Regions from separate parts of the Sus scrofa genome. Here region 1 is linked to region 2. The links are chromatin contacts, called in public Hi-C maps. All regions are on one chromosome and are shown on one strand. The core of a region is the stretch at or near the end of the contact, and the rest is flanking DNA. Distances in the headings are between cores, read along the strand shown. Region 1 overlaps SMG6 (telomerase-binding protein EST1A). Region 2 overlaps SMG6 (telomerase-binding protein EST1A).

Evidence for each region. Hi-C and Micro-C count contacts between places; a contact is called where the count stands out from the background.
Region 1: a Hi-C map of fetal skeletal muscle shows a contact between it and region 2, with 1.9 times the contacts expected there. The contact joins two enhancer-like sites. A contact is called at or near these places in 4 of 47 Hi-C or Micro-C datasets (embryonic fibroblasts, fetal heart ventricle, fetal skeletal muscle and 1 more) and 1 of 2 datasets of contacts at active chromatin or transcription factors (skeletal muscle).

Annotation. Positions count from the first base shown.
Region 1 is chr12:48,275,046-48,281,099 of Sscrofa11.1, reverse strand. All of the region lies in intron 12 of SMG6 (telomerase-binding protein EST1A), which reads left to right. Among named protein-coding and RNA genes, the nearest start is that of SRR, 110 kb to the left of the region's middle. Within about 2 kb of position 3,654, at least 38 of the 83 cell types and tissues checked have an H3K27ac peak or open chromatin away from gene starts, as enhancers often do. A contact at or near this core is called in fetal skeletal muscle and skeletal muscle, where this site is marked.
Region 2 is chr12:48,207,655-48,213,112 of Sscrofa11.1, reverse strand. All of the region lies in intron 13 of SMG6 (telomerase-binding protein EST1A), which reads left to right. LOC110256076 (a long non-coding RNA gene) reads right to left here. Exons shown (of 7, transcript XR_002337311.1): 7 at 2,011-5,458. Among named protein-coding and RNA genes, the nearest start is that of HIC1, 43 kb to the right of the region's middle. Within about 2 kb of position 3,577, at least 20 of the 83 cell types and tissues checked have an H3K27ac peak or open chromatin away from gene starts, as enhancers often do. A contact at or near this core is called in fetal skeletal muscle and skeletal muscle, where this site is marked.

The sequences.
Region 1 (6,054 bases), core at 2,405-4,904, 68 kb before region 2:
GGACCGAGGTCTGTATGTGTGTGTCTGCCTGTATCCACCTGCCTGCCTCTTTGTTTGCCTCTATTTGTCTGTCTCTGCTGTTCATGTTTGTCTGTATCAGGGGTCAGCAAGCTATGGCCCATGAGCTAAGAATGGTTTACATTTTTAAATGGTTGAAAAAGAAAATCAAAAGCTAGGATTTCATGACTTGTGAAAAGTATATGAAAGCCCCATTTCAGTGTCCATAAAGTTATGGTAGAACACAGCCATGCTTGTTTGTTTACACTCTGTCTGTGGCTGCTTTCACACTGCAACAACAGAACTGAGAAGTTGTGACAGAGAGCGTATGGTCTACAGAGCCAAAAATACTTACTGTCTATCTGATTACAGAAAAAGTTTGCTGGCTCCTGATCTATGTCCATATTCCCATGTGTACCATTCTTCTGTGTGTTAGTGTTGCTGTGAGTGTGTGTGTGTTTGCACAAGAGTGTCTTAATGTAGTGCATGTAGGCACTTGTCTCTGTTGACTCTCCATCTCTCTCTCCCTCTCCCTTACTCTCTCTTCCTATCTCTTTCTCTCTCTTACCTCCCTTTCTCCCTTTCCTCCACCTCTCTCTCTCCCATCCTCTGTGCTGTGGTCTCTGGCAGGTGGAGTGTGCCCAGAGTTCCTTCAGGCTCGGTGTTGGGTGTGTGCATGTGTGTTTAGGAACAAGCAAGCATCCATACCCAGCATCTCGTCATTCTTCTCCAGGGCTCTTCTCTGGGAGGGGAAGGTATGGGAGGATGGAGGAGGGCTATCTAGGATGCTGCCAGTGGCATTTCTAGGGAGTGGGGAGGGCTGTGTCTCTGGACTGGGGCCACCCATGTAAGTCTCCTGGACTCATGGGTGACCCAGAGAGGGAAGGCTTCAGTGGAGATTCTGGCCAGCAGACCTTTGTGTGTGGACTCTAGATCCTCACATGTCTTCCTTGCTCCTCACCCCAAGAAGCCCTGGACCATTAAGGCTTCCCTCCCCTGCAGCCCCCACCCCAGCTTAGCTCTCTAACCATGTGGCTGATACAGTACCAAAGGAGTTGCTGCATCTTTCCTGTGAACCTTTCGAGGTTTCCAAAATGCACTCCAAGCTGAGGCCTCGTGAACCAGAGTTGAGCCCTGAGCTGGGCAGCTGTGGCCACACAAAGGAACAAACTGATCTGCTGGCTAGGGGCAGCTGTTTCCCAGCAGTGTTCCCCAAAGAGTTAACATGTACAGCCTCAAACTTTTCAGGCCATTAATCTGCAATGCCGACGAGGCAGTTTGGAAAGAAACTGACAAGGAAGGTCTCTGCTCTCCAAGTATCTGAAGCCACTGCTTCTGAGCATGTGCAGGGCCACAGAGTGTTCCTCCCTTCCTCTGGGGGCCGAGGAGGCAGACCACTCGTCCCTGGAGCTTGGGCTTTCCCTGGGTCGCCCCCACCCCAACCGAAGGTCCCTCAGGTACGGTCCACTCAGCCCCAGTTTACCCACCTCCTGGCCCTGAGGCCTGTTAACTCTCTTTTGCGACCTGTCTCACTTCATCCCTCCTCCCTCTCCCGTTCCCTTTGGCTTTTGTTTGGCTGAGGAAATGGAAAGCTCACACAGGAAGTGCTGGGCCTCATTTGCTTGAGGTGCTGAGTCTGTTTTCTCTTTGGATGCTGCAGCAAATGGCCCGTTGCCGGCTCATGCGAGCTGCTGCCCATCTTTGGGCAAGGGCTCAATCTGCAGCTGGGCACGTGCTCTGTGCTACAGCCATCCCCAGCTGGGCTTCACCTCCAAGGCTGCAGAGAGGCACGGGGGTGGGACATTTGAATCACATTTGCTTAGTCTTTTCAGACTTTTCTTCACAGGGAAGGCAAATCTGACCACATAATAGATGGGATCTGAGCTCCTAGTAAACGGGTTCCTGTAGCTGTAACTTGCTTTTTGACGGTCCAGTCTAGGCTAGAAAGTCGGGGGTGGAGAAGAGTCCCCTCTACACTGTCTGTCTTTGCAGTTGGGATCAATGACTGGTTGTCTCTGGAATGCAAGTTTAAGCATAAAGGAGAGGCTTTGCTATCCCGGGGCGACCACGAGGCGTGGTGGTTTGAGGGCTGGTGCCACTTTGGGACCGCGCATACCTGGCCTGACCACCCCTGAAGGTCATTCCACCTCATGGCCTTCCGAGCACTGGAAAAGTGGAATCAGAATTTACCTCCCTTCTTTCCAGTCCCTCTCATAACTGCCTGACACGCACGGAGTGAATACTCACCCGGTTGAGAGAGTGGCAAGGTATGGTGGTTCTGTGGGTTGCAGAGTGGCATCTTACACCCACTGATCTTCCATAGTGCGGAGGCTTTTAAGACTATAGGGCATAGCATACTCCAGAGAGTTCCATAGATGTCAGAACAGTAATCCCTCTGACACTCTTAAGGTCCTTGTGGTGCTCTTCATTTTGGAGGGTTTAGGAACGCTCTCGAGAGAGGAGGAAGGAAACGGCTTCCACTTAACGCCGCTCCTGTGTATGTTTTCAGTGGTCTTTGCCTGCGTGTGCTCTCTACAAAGACACATCCTCATCGATCCTAAGATAAGGTGACCAGATAACCTACACTTCAGTTTGCTTCTCCTCCAGAAATCCCACTCCCAAATTGTCGCCTTCATATATTTGGATCCTTATTTAATCTTCCTCCCTTCCTTCCCGGTCTTTCATTATGTTACTGTCTTTGCTTGTACAGTTAGAGTCATTTCAGAGCATCTTCCACTTTCCCCGGGGGAATTCCAGAGCACCTCATTCGTCTCCTTGGTCCTCTCCTTTTGCCTGTATTCCTCTTCTTCTTTCTGGTTAAATTTACTTTTTTTTTTTTGGCAGTAGCCACTTAGGCACACATGGACTACTTAGAATGATGACAACAGAACATCAGTGACACTGCAGAGTGTCCAGGGCAGGATTTCAGGGCCATTTGTGCCTTCCCACACAGTGGCACTTAGTAGGTATGTCTGCTGGGATCAGCACCCAAGTTACTTGACTTCCCATTTGTATCTGCTAAGAGCTGTAATAGGATGGCTTTACATCCCAGGAAATTTTTGGTCCAGAGGATTGTAGCAGGGTGTGGAAAGTTGCCTTGAGCCACTGTAAAAGACAGTGTAGAGTGCTTTGGTCGATTTAGAACAGACCACAGTGTTCGGAGGGGCCATCTCCTTGGGGTGGGGGAGGAGCGGGGAGCACAGTTTCTGGGCGAGGCCTCGTTAGAGGGGAGGGGCAGCTCCTCCCTGTGTTACCAGTGAGCATGAGGCAGGCTGTGAGTGTCAGGTGGTGGAGAAGAGCAGAGCAGCGGGCCTCCACGAGCCTAAGCGTAGCCCCCTTGCATCCCAAGACCTTTGGCGAGGCCAGGGCAGTGGGACAACCTACCTCATTTCATAGTCTCTGCTGAAGCCAAATCTTCCCTCATCTTGATCTCTAGTTCTCAGTAAGTGAAAGAGTCAGGGGACTTTGAGAACATCCAAACCTAGCCCAGCTGTGGCAGTTGGTTTATTGCTTTCAGCTGGTACTTGAACCCAGGTCCTGGTCTTGGAGGCTTTCCCAGGTTTAATCCCCAGAGCTTTCTCTGCAGCTGTATGACACTGCGCTGACCCCGAATGAGGATAGGAAAATAGAACCAGTGCCAAGCCAGAGTCTCTTTTTCATTTGGAGTCTGGCTGTCTGCCCATGACCAGGGTTACATAATGGGAAACATAGCTGGGGCTCTGGAGAGCCCGCGTTTCACCAGGCTGCCCAGACCTTCGCATTCTGATGCTATATATCTTCCTAATTGTAGCTCGGATGCATTTATCACACTGTTGGATTGGAGTACTGATTTAAAAAGAAAAAAAAAAAAAAAAAAAAAAGAAAAACCCTCCAAAAATTCCTGGACTTGCTGCCTTTCCATGGCTTGTCTTGTATAGTCTACAGAGCATGCTGGAAAAGGTTTGTAGGGAGCCCTCTGAGGTGCTGTCACATAGAGAGACATGGGGATATGTAGGGAGTATGCAGTAAGCTAATTTCCGCAGGGAGCCTACATGTGTTGACCCTGCAGACGAGATAGAAATTCCTGAGCTAAAAAACAGCTCCTTCGCTCACCCTCAGAGGGCAGCTCTGAAATAAGAACTAATCCCAAGTCTAATCGGCACCCCTTCAAGGACGCTTAATACGTCTTCCCAGAAGGGCATTTTAGGAGGTCACTAAGTAATAGTCCATCAGCACTTCCCTGAAGGAAGTGGTGGTGACTGTGGGAAGCCCCTTTGCTACCCTGGCTCCCCACCCAGTCTCCTTGGCTCCGGGTTGGGGCGTCAGCACTATAGCCTGGCACCAGGGGGTTCCTCTTCCTCCAAGTGCTGAGTGTGGGGCACACGTGATCTCTCCCACGGCAGGAGCTTCTGCCCCCTCCCCACTCCTCCCCCAGGACTTCTTGTGAGAGGAAGGGGTGTTGGCCTAAGGCTCCAGTCTGACCCCAGCAGGGTACAGCCGCTGACCCCAGGGAGAGTACTTTCCAGCTCTGGGCTGAGGTTATTTGGGTCCAGTGTGTGCTAAACTAAGAAGACGTGTTGGAGTGGTTACAGCTAAAAATTTAGAGAGGCAGGAACCGTGAGAATCCGCACCAGGGAGGCCGCCAAGGGCTCCACTCATGCCGTGGAGATGTCGAGGTCCCCTGGGGGCTGCTCTTTCCCAAACACACAGTACTGATGGGTTTAACACACCATGGTGATGCGACCCAGGCCATACATCTGAATGCAGCTTGGGAGAACTGAAGTCAAATAAGGCACTGACCTAGAGAGCGGTTCAGGGAGGCACAGAAGAGGTACTTGAGAAATCCTGGAATGAGGTTACCGTGACCTGTTGTTGGCCATAGGGCTCCAGCTGCACTGCTTAGAACATGAAGTTTATGTTCTTGGAGTGGTGTAGGTGACTGAGCCTCAGACTGATTTTGCCCTATTGGGCAGACTTAGTTTAAGTTGGGCACTCTTCCAAGGGCCCAAGTTGACTCGTTCGTGTTAATTAGAAAGGCAGAAAGGATCTTCTTTAACGGAGTCTCGTATTTTTTAGTGGTTACCTAATAAACAGCTATTCTCCTTGGAGGATGGTATCTTGCTACCCATGTCTTAACTCCTAGAACAGTGATCCCTGATAACTTTATCTCCTGTTTATATCATGGTGGCATCTGGAAAATACACTGTAGTTTCTAAATCTCAGAGAGTGTGGCACAGATCTCCCCCCACCCCCACCCGTCTCCACCCCATCCTGTTGAGCTGCCCAGCCCTGATGCCGGAACCAGATCCTCAGCCTACTGAAAACAGAGTTGGCATGACATCTTGGCTTTCCGAGGGGCTTCCTAAGCTATTTCAAGCCCGGGTACTGGTCTTTTGACTCTCCCAGACTTCTTGGATTCAGGTCCATTTCTGCTATTATCTGCTCACTTCCTGCAGTTTTCAGCAGTTGGGTGGAACGTCCTCTAGGGCTGCATTGGTCTTATGTGTTTGCCTTGGAACCCCATGTGGAGGGTTGTGGGCTAGAATATGATGGCCCATAGGCAGACGAGTTTCCAAAGAGGACATTACATATCTTCAGAGCATTTCTCTTCTGTGGCCTTTTGTCTTCCCCTTTTGTGTCTCTAGTCCATGGACTCTCTCTTTTTCAGGTTCCTTGTGCCTGGTTTCTGTGCCATCTTAGCTGTATTTCCAGAGATCCTCACCCCAGGAACCCAAGAACCAACTCATTTCCCATCTGTACTACTTCTCTGATCTTCCATAGCTCCAAAACACAATGCAGGGCTTCTTCTCACTGAACTCTTTCCGGGTTTGTTCTGCAGCTGTGGAGTTTGAATGTTAGTGTTTAAACAAGCTGGTATTACACAGGAAATGGCCACCTCCACAGGCCCCTGCAGGCTTGTAACATGGGGTCATTGTACTTGATATTAATCACCAGTCAGCCTGTTCCCCCAGTAAAAATTTGAAGGGGTGTGTGAGGGCCCAATCCTCCTTAGACTTAGACTCCTTAGACAGAAGGATGGCCTGAGCCCTGGTCGGGCCTCCACTTCTCCATTCCGTC
Region 2 (5,458 bases), core at 2,328-4,827:
GCGCCACAACGGCAACTCCCCACATTCTCTTTCCATACGTAAACGCAGCACCTGTTGCCCGGCCTACTGTCACTTCTGACCCTGCCCGATTGAGGGTTCTGTTGTTGCTGACCACTCCCAGGCCTATTGGACCCGATGGTGACCGATGAACTTGACTGATGAACAGTTGTTATGTCTGCTTTTCTTCGCTGCCTTTGCTGGGTCTTTCAGTTATCCCAGCACAGAAATTCTGTTGCAGTAAACATGCTCAGTTTTCTGGGTCTGTTCCAAAACCCTACTGTTGATGATCTTTAGCATTTGGTATGAAGTGAACTTCACAAACGATGTTGATAGAAGCATCTTTTTTTTTTAGGGCCGTCCCCATGGCATATAGAGGTTCCCAGGCTCATATAGGAGTCGAATTGGAGCTATAGCTGCCAGCCTATGCCACAGCTACAGCAATGCCAGATCCAAGCTGCGTCTGCGACCTACACCGTAACTCACGGCAATGCCAGGTCCTTAACCCACTTAGGGAGGCCAGGGATTGAACCTGCATCTTCATGGATACTAGCTGGGTTTGTTACCACTGAGCCTCAACAGGAACTCCCACAAATAATGTTGATGATCTCTAAGATGTGCTTATGAGTTTTTTTTTAATGGCAGTGTGTATCACCATTTATATAAATATATCTATAAAAGATATAAGTCCAGGAGTTCCCACTGTGGCTCAGAGGTAATGAGCGTGACTAGTATTCATGAGGACGTGGGTTCGATCCCTGGCCTCACTTGGTGGGTTAAGGATCCAGCATTGCTGTGAGCTGTGGTGTAGGTCGCATATGGGGCTCAGATCCTATGTTGCTCTGGCTGTGGTGAAGGCCCACAGCTGCAGCTGTGATTTCACCCCTAGACTGAGAACCTCCATATGCCAAGGGCGCAGCCCTAAAAAGGCAAAAATTAAATAAATAAAAATAAGTCCATAGTTAATCATATATGACAGTATATGTATAAATATTTCTGTAGGCCACACCAGAAACTGCAATTGGGCTGGGAAACAGGCTATAGAAACCAAAGGTGAGAAGAATTGTTTTTAAAATTCAGCCTTTTGTACTGTTGGTTTGTATGTTTTTACCACGTGCCTCGTGTCTAAATGACATGCTACTGAGCAGATTTGGTTTGGCCTGGTAGTTGAAGCCCAGGCGCCACCATATCTTTGGTGCCTCCTAGAAGAGATGCTCTCATTGTACTTTTTCTCTACTTTGTCAGCAGCAAGAGTGGCTTTAGTCTAAATAACCGAATTCAGTGACAGGATTCAGTTTCATCTCCGTTGTCACTGTCAAAGTGTTTGAGCTGTGTGTGGGCTTCCCTAACACAGGCTGGTAAAAGTTTTGTCTTTGTCTTATCAGTGTCAAGCACTGAGACTGTACTAAGTAGTTGACAGTTATTTGTATGTCTTTCTGTGTGTGTGCTACAGAAGTAAACGGAATTCACAATTGCTGTCTTTAAGCCTGTTCTTAGTCTAATGACTTGGAAAATTTTAATAGAGAATCAGAAATATGGCAGCAGCTTTTTGGTCTCTTTCAAATCCTGTGAGGATGTGGCACATAGACATGGCGATCAGGAGTGGATCAGATTAGATACCGTTAATGCTGACGCCATGTTGCCACAGTGACCTGCAGAAAAAATCTGGTTAAAAACCTAGTTACGGGAGTTCCTGTTGTGGCTCAGCAGGTTAAAGACACAACGTTGTCTCTGTGAGGATGAGTTCCATCCCAAGCCTCACTCAGTGGGTTAAGGATCCAGCCTTGCTACAAGCTGTGGCCTAGGTCGCAGATGCAGCTCGGATCCGGCATTGCTGTGGCTGTGGCATAGGCTGCAGCTGCAGCTCTAGTTTGACTCCTAGCCGGAAAACTTCCCTATGCCACAGGAGCAGCCGTTAAAAAAAAAAAAAAAAAAAAAAATCTAGTTACAAGTCATAGTCTTCGTTCTGCTCTGTTCTGATCATAAGAAAATTCCGTCATAAGTTAATCGTAAGAAAATCATAACTTATTTATTCCTGTATGAAATGGGAATGAGAGTAGTCCCTTCCTAAGATTTCAGTCAGGTTAATGCGATACAGTAAGTGGAAATGCCTGGATTTTAAAAATAGAAGTCTCTCTCAGTAGAGGGGACGATTAAGAAGACTCCAAAGAAACAGCTAGTTACAATCCAGTCCTGCATCAGATTCCCATATATCTTCCCAGAATACCCTGAAGTTTTGGAGTTCCCGTTGTGGCTCAGTGGTTAACGAATCCGACTAGGAACCATGAGGTTGCGGGTTCAATCTTTGGCCTCGCTCAGTGGGTTAAGGATCCGGCTTTTGCCATCGTCTGTAGCTTTGGATGTCCAAAAAACTGTTAGATTAACCTTTTAGACTAAGACGAAGCCCAGCAAGAAATTAGGATTCAGGTAGTTTTTCAGAAGGTGAAACAGGTGTGCTTACAGTTCTGTTATCCTAGGAGTCTCCTGTAACAGACTCCCACAGGTGAGGGTTTGTGAGCTCTTGAAGGAGAACAGCAAAACACCACTTGGGAAATAAAATCACACTGTCCTGGGCATTCCAGCACTTCCCAGGCCGGCCTCCTTTCGGCACCGTTCCTTTCTGTAATCCCACCCTCCTCTCAGCCCTGGCACATAGTCCCATGAACATGCCACCTGCCTTCTCTCTCTCTGGCCCCATCCTTTGGCTGCTCAGTTTATTTTTTCCACATCCTCACCCTCTTCCAGTTCCAAGCTAAATAACCCTCACAGATGGCTTGTTCCATCAAAGCTGTTTAAGAACACAGGACAGTGAACTGGGGTCCAGAAGGAGCTGCCAAAGCCCGAGGCTGCCCTTCCTACGGAGGCCCAAGACAGCTTTGTCGTCAGCTCCCTAGAAGTCCACAGACAGGGAGCAGAAAGGCTGGCAGGTGGGGTGGTGGAATGTCTCTTTAACACTATAATCCTCCAGCAGCTAGCAACTAGTTCTCACTTAGATTTACAAGTCAGAACCTGGAGCCGGATACACGGCGGACTCCATTTTCCACAGGAGACCGAGCGCTTTGTAGTTGGCATTTCTCCCCCACTTTTTACAGCGTGGAAACCCAGCAGGAAATGGCAGTCCCATTTGTGTTTTGGACCGTGGTTTGAGTCCTTACTAAACCTCTTTGTGAGCTCCTGGAGAGGGCTAGATCCCTGCTCTGCCTGACCCGAAGGGCAGTGTTCCCAGCTGTCAGCACATCCTTGGGAAGAGGGTGAACCTCAGACGCCTGTTAGAAATCCCGCAGATGAGAGAAGACCCAGAGTGTCACTCTTTCTTTCCTGTCAGCAAGGACATGTAAGTTCCCTGTCTGCCTTGTCATCAGCTTTGGAACACTTTTCTCCGATGTTTCCCCGTATGCAGTGGTCTGCAGGCTTCTGCCCCTCGTCTTGATCCTGCACCCGCCTTCCCTCTGTCATAATTGGATGGGTCTGGTTAATCTTGGCCCGGTGACAAGGCAGACGGCCTTTTCCTTGTCCTCACAGTTAACTCCTGTGGGACTTAAGACCTCTCTGGTCATGGTCTCCCTCTCTCGCTCTCTCGCTGCCTGCCCCCTCCCTCGCCCCTCTCACCGGCAGCCTGTGTAGACTCCCCTGAGGTCACTGAGGGAGGGCGGGTGGGCTGCTGCGTCCGAGTCCCTCTTCCCTCAGTGAGCAGAGGTCCCTTGAGAGACCCCCTTCCTTCCTCCCCGAAGAGCCACGTTGGAGGCTTATCTTCTTGAACGTGGGCATAGCAGGGCAGGGAGCAGCAGCATGTGTGGAGCGGTCTGACCAGACACGGAGGTTAACTCTCAGCTGGAGAGAGCAGACAGTTGTAATAGCTTCCCCAGGAAAGAGCAGAAGAGAAAGAAAAAAACATTCTGGGGCCGGGAAGTACGCCCTGAGAACTCAGTCAGAAATGAGCTTCTCCTCCCTCAGCCTGGTCTTTCTGCTGAGAAGGAAACTGTTGTCCTTTCTCTTCTCTGCCTTCACATGCTGCTCCAAGATCCAGTGCTGCCAGAGGAACAACACCCCCTGTTGCCTGCTTAGTAAACGTTTCTCAGACTGATGGATCTGGGGAGCCTTTGGGTGCCAGGTGGAAGGAGAGAGCTTTGATTTCTTTTGTCTCGTCCCCGTGCTCCTTGATAGCCCTTTCTCTTTACAGTCCATCCAGGGTCCAAGACTGTAGTGCAGAGAACTTTCTGGGGCCACTCACGCGTAGCCTTAACTTGGCATCCGGTGGTGACTGGTTTCCCATGTTCATTCAGTGCATCGGCTGAGCAGCTGAGGTCTTGCCCTGCTGTGTCCAGGGAGATGAAGTAAACTGGATGTGGACGATAGACTCCTTTTAGGGTAGATATTCTGAGAAGTTTTTCATTTCACTGTCTCTGTTCTTGCCTGTAGCTTAGCCAAGCACCCATTTGGTTTGTGTGCATCTAAATGTGTTCTTCAGAACTGTTTTATTTTGTCCTGGAGGTGAGCCTTTGGGCTGCTGAGCCCGGAGGAGGGGGCAGGACTTGAAGAAGGTCCTGGAGGATCCTTTCTCCAAGAGTGCCATTACTTCCTAAGAGGCTCTGTAGTATAATGGACTGAGCACAGGCTTCAGTGTAAGACAAATGTGGGTTCAAATCCCAGCCTCACCACTTACTGCATGTGTGTTTCCTTTGGGCTTCAGTTTCTTCTTCCTCTTTCTATCTCCCAGGATTACTGTGATAATGAGATGAAATAGCCTAATGCCTAGCAACATTCAGCCACCGCTTCATCTCCACCGCAGCTTTCCCGGTAAAATGGGATATTTCAGCCACTGAGAAGCTGTGACCCATGAAAACTGCAGAAGAATTACTGACTTGTTCTACTTGCCACTACCCTGAAGCTCCTTAATGAGCTTCTTGCAAGCTCATGAGTTTTTGTTTCTAGAACGCGCCGTGCCCTGAGTTTGTTCAGTTTTCTTTTTCACTCATGAGGACTTCTTTCATGATCAGTTCCCAAGGGCTTTGGAATGTCTGGGTGGTGGTTCTCCTAGAAGGCAAGCCTGCTTCCTCTGGGCCGCCCCAGAGGCCTTGCTGGCCGACTGATCTCCAGAAACTGCTCCTTACCTGTCTGCACCTTCGCTTTTCCTAAGCAACATTTCCTGGCTTCGGATCTTGTGAGCAATTATCCAGAAAGTGTGTCCTCAGCCTCCTACAGGGCACACAGGTTTGCCTCGTACCCTCCAAGTGGCGTGGAGGGAGCTGCAGGGTGTCAGGGGCGGCCATGGGAAAGAAACGGCTCCCAGAAAGAGCACAGTGTCTGAGCCAGCAGCTCCCACTGCCTGCTGGAGCAGGCTCAGTGAGGCCGCTGACAAGAGTCTTCAGAACACTAAACAGGTGATTAAAACATCAGTATAAGTCTTTCCAAACCTCACAGAAAGCCAAAAAACTTAGTTTGGACACCAACAGAAATTTTC